Regions from separate parts of the Mus musculus genome. Here region 1 is linked to region 2. The links are chromatin contacts, called in public promoter capture Hi-C maps. All regions are on one chromosome and are shown on one strand. The core of a region is the stretch at or near the end of the contact, and the rest is flanking DNA. Distances in the headings are between cores, read along the strand shown.

Region 1 (3,697 bases), core at 214-2,713, 1.0 Mb before region 2:
ATGAGATCTACTATAGCATCATCTGGTGTCAGTGTGTTGGGAGCCTCGGTAATCCCAAAAGGAAGACCCTGTGATCACTCCCTGTGTGTCTCTAGTCCACCGAGCACGAGGGGAAGGAGCGAAGTAAGGGCAAGTTCAGCAGCCAGAGGTGTAAATCAACGTCTAGTCCAGTTCTGAGTCCCTGGGATGCTTTCTCTGCAGCTCATGCACAGCTTAGAGTGGCTTTTCCTGTGGCTAACCTCCCCTGACCACCCTGCCGTAAAGTAGCCAGTTCCCATCATTTCTATTGCAGTGTTGACTGACACCTTGAGTGGATAAATGTTCTTCTTCTTTTGGGAGCCTTTGTTCCTCATCACAGGCCTTCCTTCGTCTTGACTTGGGTACTCTGGGGTAAGCTACAAAGGGAAGATGGAGGCTGGTTTGGGGTACTAGTTCTAATCACTGTGTCTATAGTCCCTCATTGGGGAGGGATATTTTTCTGCTTAGGTAGCTGGAGCTATCTGTGCCATGGCCAATGGAAGGTCTCCAAAGCCCTGTCTGTGGAAATTTCTATTCCCATCATCTGCCAAGACAGCGTAGACTGGATAAGACGGCCAAGGCTGGACAGTCTTTGGCTTCACCATTCGTCACTAACCTTCCCTTGAGTAGTCATGACTTAGGGACGCAGGTGGATCCTGAAAAGGGCAAATTGTCATTTCTCTTATGCCAGATGGGATGGATTGGGGTTGAAGACTATCATACCTGGGTGGCTGGATGTGCCCAGGAGTGAGCAGAGTGGCCAGACGTGTGCAGATGATGTGCAGTCCCAGCCAACCAGCCTCGTGCCCAGTCTTTGTGTTCTCAGCAACCCACCATTCCAGGTGCTATCCTGGAAAATGGGCTTTGTGAACACACACAGTTTCAGATGAGAAGAATCACTTGATCACAGGAGGCACCGCGTGCTGATAGCAGGGCTGTGCTGGACTGGGCTGTGTATACTCTCAGCTGGTTTCCACAGATCCTCTTCCTACCGACCATGTCATCTAAAATCTGAGCCCCATATGACAGGATTCAGCATCTCTCTGTGCCTGGTGGATGGCCAGTCCTGAATACCACCCCCTTCCCTGGCAAACAACTATAGAGTCTGCCCGTGAGCAGGTGATGTGGGCCTCGGCACGATCTGTAGTTTTGGAAGCAGGCTTGTGTTTTCTAGGCATCCATCTGTGAGAGGAGAGGGGAGAGATGTCTGTGCAGGCTCCATTGCTTACGGAGGAAAACATGGGTGCTTGTGTAAAGACTCCCTCTCGGGGCTGTCTGTTTTCAGGAGAAGTTTCAGGGCTTCTGGGGACATGAAGCCAGCCATAATGGTCTCAGAAACACCTTGATGTCTCCTTCCTTTGTTGGGAGGAAGCTGTGTGGTACCAACTGTGCCACATGTGAGCATACTGCTTGGGGCTTGTGGGCTCGGTCCTGGATGCTCCTGGCACTGGCAGCATGTGGGCAGGCAGTGAGGGGAAGACTTTGTATGGACAGCATAATCTAGACAAGGCTGAGATCCAACTTTGGAATGCCTAACCGCTAAGGAAGACACTCTCACTCTCATCTGCCATTCCAGCTTTTTTTTTTTTTTTTAATTTCTCATGTGTTAGTCTATAAGATGGAGGGATTGAAGAAAGCTCAGCACCTCTTCACAGTACCAAAGGGGCTCATAGGGCACTTCCCAGGATTAGAGGTAGGAACGCATTGTCTTAAATTTGTAACACATGACGTTCGTCTCGGCCCAGGGGCCATAAAGTGTTTTTTACTGAGTATTCTAGGCCGTGTGAGGCTTGGTCCAACTGTGGCTACCCTGATATGTTCCTCCATCTCTGTCAGTTTTCTCAAGTCCTTCCCTGGGCAGCTTGTTCACCACCAAGCTTTGGATCATTTGCTGTTACTGTCCTCTCTACCTGGAAAGCCCTTCTGTGTTTATTTGACTGGCGCATGTATTAAGCCCTAGTTAAGCTACTCCATCTCTTCTCTCCTTTCCACATGGTGGAATTTTTGGAGGATAGTATTTGTTACACCCTAAGAGTGATTTCGTTCCCTTTACAAGATGTAATCACACATACATGTACATGCATTTGTTTATTCATTATATAACTTATGTATGTATGCGTGTGTGTGTGGGTACACATGCTATGATGAGCATTTGGAGGTCAGAGTACAACCTGCATGGGTCACTTCTACCCTGAGAATCAAACTCAGGATGTCAAGCTTGGCTGAAAAGCCTCCCTAAGCCAGCTACATCGTCTCATTGTCCTCTTCCCTATTTCCAACCACCCAGACCACACTCTCTGATGTAGAACTTTTTGAAGAAATGGCCCCTCCACGTGGGAGGCAGCAGAGGATGTTCCAGAGTCTTGTCTGTGCTTGCTGAGTTTCTGAGGTGGTGGAAGACCGATCGACCTGGGTCTCTGCTTGTTGTAGACCAAGGAGGACAAAGGCTAAGTGGGTTACAGAAGCTGCTGGGATCTAAGCTAGGAGAATGAACGTTGGCTGTAGGCAAGACCGCGGTTGGCATCAGGATCTGGTTGTGGTATATTCTGTGGGTTTATTTTCTCAAACCTCTATTTTCCTTTCTGTAGAAACACTCACAGGGTGCTATGGGAATCATATGAAATAGTAAAGACAATGCCTACAGACATACTGGCATCTTTCTGGAGTGTTCAGGGAGTTCAGAACCTGGGTTTGGCTTGGCTGCTATACATGACGGCCGGCAGGGATGTCAATCTGCTCGAGAAGCTGAGGGAGGCAGCTGTGAAGGCGTCTCCATGCCTCCCACAGGGTCTAGCCCAGTTCAGGTACTTACTAGCTTCTCAAGTCTTATACGAGTTGAATAGAGATGGTGCTTTGGAGCCAGGAAGAGGCGGGATGAAAGTAGTGGTTAAGGGAGAAGTCCCTGGTGGTGGCCTGACTGTAGGGTGGATGTCCTGCCCATGGTGAATTAGAGTGGGAGGCTTGAACTGGCTTGGCTTGGCTCGTTCTCCCCACAGGCTCTTACCTGCTAGATGGGCAGCCACCAGTGGCTTGTATGGTGATCATCTTGTATTAGTTGTGGCACCTAAGCTAAAGCCACTCAGGAGGAGGAAAGGGAAAGGGCAAAGGGCATAGGTGGAAGACAAGGTAATACTCTAGGTAAAGGGAGCCATGCTACAAGGTGAGACTTGGATGTGAGAGGGGATAGGTAGGAGCTGAGGGCAACTTGGAGAAGCTGACTGCTACAGTGTGCAAAGGCTACTGGCGAAGCAGAGACAGAGGTGAGGCAGCGCTGTGGGAACGTGGGCAGGGCGCAGATTCTACCGACAAAGTGACACCACCTCTGTTACTTCCTCTTAAAGGGACCAGGGAGATGGAAAGAGTGGGGGGGTGACACATATAGCAGTAGAGTCTGTCCAATATGAGTGGAGCAGTAGATGTTGCTGGTGACGCTGATACCGGTGAGGAGCGGAAAGGAACGGAAGGGAGCTCTGCACTCCTCCACCCACCCCCTAGACCCATGGGAAGCTTTCAGAAGCCTTTGTGTGCAAGACAAATTTGATCCGATCTTCCTCTTAGGAAGCCTGACATATCTGTAAGATGGAGAATAACTCTGGAAGGTACAAGAATGGGGGAGGCTGAGGGATGTATGTATCAGGAGAGAGCACGGAGCCATGAACACACAGACAAAAGGACGGAC
Region 2 (3,806 bases), core at 1,003-3,502:
CTTACCAGTTAATGATGCAGAGTGAAATATTTACAGGTGAAATAATACTCTGAATATGAGTTTCTTCAAAATAACCCAGAGAAGCAAAGAAAACATACAGATGGAACAAATTAGCCAAAGAGTAATAATTGTTAAATTTGAGTGAAAGTGCACAACATTTCTTGTTCTTTCTATTTCTGAATTTTTTACTCTGTATGTTTGCAACAAAACCATACGATATTTGACATTATTCTTGCTGTATATTTTTTCATCATAAAGTTGTTCAGATGTCCCCTTCCCTGAGAAAATGTATACCATTTTCTCTCCCTACCACAAAAGAACTCTGTTCAAGACTATTCCTCTATTATGATAACAAATTTCTCATTTATTCTCAAATATTTCTTTATTTCTTGACTATGCACAAAGACTGTACATTCTATCCATAACACCTTCCTTAGAGACTGGAGTTCAATAACTGTGATAAGTTGGTAATTCACTAAGATAGAGGATGGTTCTATTGTATTGAATCAAATTTCCAGGCATGAAATTGTGTCCTTTTCTGGAACAGGGGTTTTATTTATTTACTTCCTACTTATTGAGACAGATTCTCATGCAGCCCAGGCTAGCTGACTTGTTATGACCCGTAGCCAGCCTTGAACTTCTAATCTTCTAGAATTGCAGGCATGCTCCTCCACACCCAGGAGGGATTATGTCCTTTTCATTCCAGTGGACTGTGTAAGTAAATGGAGGGCAAAGGCCCCACAGGAGTCCAAAGGTAAAGGCAGGGGGTAAGGTGTTGAAGTTCTGTGATTCTCTGTGTACTTCCTGTCCTTACCATCAAAAACTGTTCTGTGACCTTTGTCACTTCTTTGTGTCTTGCCCTTCCTTCTTCACAGGATTGTTCTGACACAAAAGAAGATATTCAACGCGGTATGGTGAAGGACTTTTAAAATAGGAAAGTATAAAGTTGGGTGTGTGATGGTTTTTCTTCTTTCAAGACAACGAAGACCACATTCTAGCTATTAAAAAGATTAACTTGGTGAAATGACTCAGGATGTAGAGCCTGTTTGAGGCAATTTTATATACATTTTTCTTTTAAAAATAAAAATATATTTCTTATAATCAACCTTACACATAGCTACAGAATGTGAAATTGTATACATTTTGTATGCACCATCTATACCTAAATGTATGTACACATCACATATGATTTCACATGTACACATAAGGCACTCTGTAAGCAACTGTTGTTTTGCTAAGAAATGTTGACAGAAAGGAAGAGATAAAACACGTACGCAGAGCCTGTTCTCACAGTTTGCCTAATGCCTGGCTCTTTAAAGTCTTATCTACATCTGGTTCTTCACCTCTACGTGACCAAATGTCACGTACTGTTCCTTCCCCTGACTGGCTTGCTTGTTTTACCTATGTGCTTACATAATGATTGATTGACTTTTTAATTTAGAATTGAACTGCATTATTTTTATTGTTTAGCTGTGGTACTCATGTAGCCCAGGTTGGCCTCAAAGTAGCAGCAATGTCACCAAAGTTCAAACACTTGGAACTTCTTGTTCTCTATCTAGCCTCCTCCACCTCTGCAGAGCTTTGCAGACATACATTACCTCTCCCAGTTTATGTGGTTTTATCCTCGTTTACTATACCAACGGGGTTACATCCCTAGCCCAGTCAGCCCATTTATTTCCCACTTTTAGTAAAAGCAAACCTCGCTTATTATTTTAGCTAGGGTCAAAGCTTAAGAAATCAAAATTGCAAATGTTTCAGAACACTCCATTAAGTTGTGCATTTGTTTTACATAGCTTTGTTTATTTAACAATTTTTATTCTGTTAACAATTCGCTTAAAATAAATAAATAAATAAACTCTTCGTTCAAAATTCACACAACTTGGGTTGAGCGAATAGGAGCATGCTGGTGTGGGCCACAGTAAGAGTGTAGACTGTAGTCAGATGGGATAGCCTCCCGGAAGAGCAGGACAGTTATCGAAGAGGACAGTAAGAAGGGTAATAAAAATAATGACGGCCATCATAAAGTGTATACTCTTAACATGAAATTCAGTCCCCAAATAGTGCGAATAGCCTTCTCCATTACACTAAGTAAATCACAGCGGCGGCCGAGGCGACGGCTCTCGCAGTGCCCCTCAGGGCCCCCTTTCGGAGGAAGGAGAGTGGGAGGAACCCAGCACGGCCAGGTGGGCGGGGCCGGGGCCGAGGGGGCGTGTCTGGTGGGCGGGCCTGTGGCGCTAGTGGGCGGGGCTGTGGCGCTGGCGGGCAGCTAAGCTGCTGGGCGGCTGGGCGGGGCGCGCTCAGGCCTCGGCTCCTCACGCGCGGCGTAAGCGGCCCAGACCCCGCGCTGCGGGAAGCCGGGGTGGCGTGTGCGCGTCGCCTGCGAGCCGAGGCAGCCGCGGGAGGAGGAGCAGCGGGCACTGAGGTAGGCGCACAGACGCGGGGCCTTAGGCCGGTTCTCCTTGGGAGCCCCCGGCCCTCCACGGGCTGGCGAGGCCGAGGGGCGGCGCACAGAGACCGGGGCGGGCGGGGCCGGGGGCGGGGTCTGGCCTGGCCGCAGGGGCCGCGCGCGGTGAAGGGACTCCTGGTGGAGCGCAGGCACGCCACGCCAGAGGACTCCCGGGGCTGGCGGCCGTGGAGAACGGTGGCCCGGGAGCTCCGCGGAGGAGGCCAGGGGGCCGGATGGCCGGCGCCTCCCACCTCGCGGGACGCCCGGGCCGGGAACTCGTTAACAGGAAAGCTTGGCAGGGCAGCAAATGCCAAGGTTCTGGAAGAACTGAGAGTCACGTCGTTAGGCGCTGAGGCTTTATTTTCCTTCCCCGCCCCCTGCCCGGCCTCGGCCCGACTTGGCCAAAGAAGGATGTGTCACCAGTTCGGGGCTGCGGGCGGGATCCCAGCCACTCTGGGCACAGGGGCACCTGAAACAAAGGTATCGGGCGACCGAGTGGCTGAGCTGCGAGCACCTCAGCCGGTCCCACGGTCGCGCCGGCCGGGCTGCAGGCTTGAGGGGCGTTCTCCTTGGGGACCGCTCGATGGAAACCAGCTGGCCCGGCTTGGAGTTGATGTTGCATCGGAACTGTGTTGTGCTCACATTATTTCCATTCCTCCCACTCTGATAAAGCCTAGGGAAATTTTATCCCGCTTGATGGTCTGCAGATGCAGAGGGGGGAGGACAAATTGCTGTTTGTAAATTATAAGGTATTTTCTTTGTAGAAAATAGTTTAAGAACATAGAATAAATGCTTGAACACGTAAGCGGAGAGGATGATTTGTAGTGCCTTTCAAAATTGGAAAAGAGTTCCTCCACGGATCTTCAGTTATGTACAAAACGTCCCCCGCCTCTTTGGTGCCAGGCATTTTTCTTTGTTCTTCCTTAGTGTCTGGCCTCAGTTTCTTGTAAACAGAGCATCAAGCACAGGGACCCTAAGAATTGCCATACTAGGTCAGAGCATGGGCGTCCAGCTAAGCAGGCAGCAGGCTCGTGTTGTAGTAAACACAGGGCTTTCCTTGGCATCGTTAAAAATTATCTCAGTTTCTTTCACTGGTCTCCATGACGATTACTGAAAGCGTTCTTAAAAATCTGTAGACGGCTCCTGATTTGCATGCAATTTATTCACGTTTATTGCATTCAAAAGGCTGTCTCACCACTTCTGACAAAACTTATGGCATGAGATACTCGTGAGAGGGGAAAAATGGATCTTTTACACAGCCTGGAAAGCTCAGGTCAGGAATACAAAGTTTTGCGGTTCTTTGGGGGTTTGTTTGTTTGATTTTTGTTTTGTTTATACACACACACACACACACACACAC

Evidence for each region. Promoter capture Hi-C pulls out the DNA fragments that hold promoters and counts their contacts.
Region 1: a promoter capture Hi-C map of hippocampal neurons shows a contact between it and region 2, with 4 times the contacts expected there. The contact joins the enhancer-like site here to the promoter of Ppp2r3a in region 2. A contact is called at or near these places in 1 of 39 promoter capture datasets (hippocampal neurons), 4 of 115 datasets of contacts at active chromatin or transcription factors (astrocytes, embryonic hindbrain, embryonic stem cells and 1 more) and 1 of 9 other capture datasets (embryonic stem cells).

The regions. Positions count from the first base shown.
Region 1 is chr9:102,253,472-102,257,168 of GRCm38.p6, reverse strand. The region is part of intron 1 of Ephb1 (Eph receptor B1); the gene reads left to right. Among named protein-coding and RNA genes, the nearest start is that of Gm31233, 45 kb to the right of the region's middle. Within about 2 kb of position 1,463, at least 4 of the 459 cell types and tissues checked have an H3K27ac peak or open chromatin away from gene starts, as enhancers often do. A contact at or near this core is called in hippocampal neurons, where this site is marked.
Region 2 is chr9:101,250,278-101,254,083 of GRCm38.p6, reverse strand. It overlaps Ppp2r3a (protein phosphatase 2, regulatory subunit B'', alpha), which reads left to right and starts at 2,252. Exons shown (of 14, transcript NM_001161362.3): 1 at 2,252-2,422.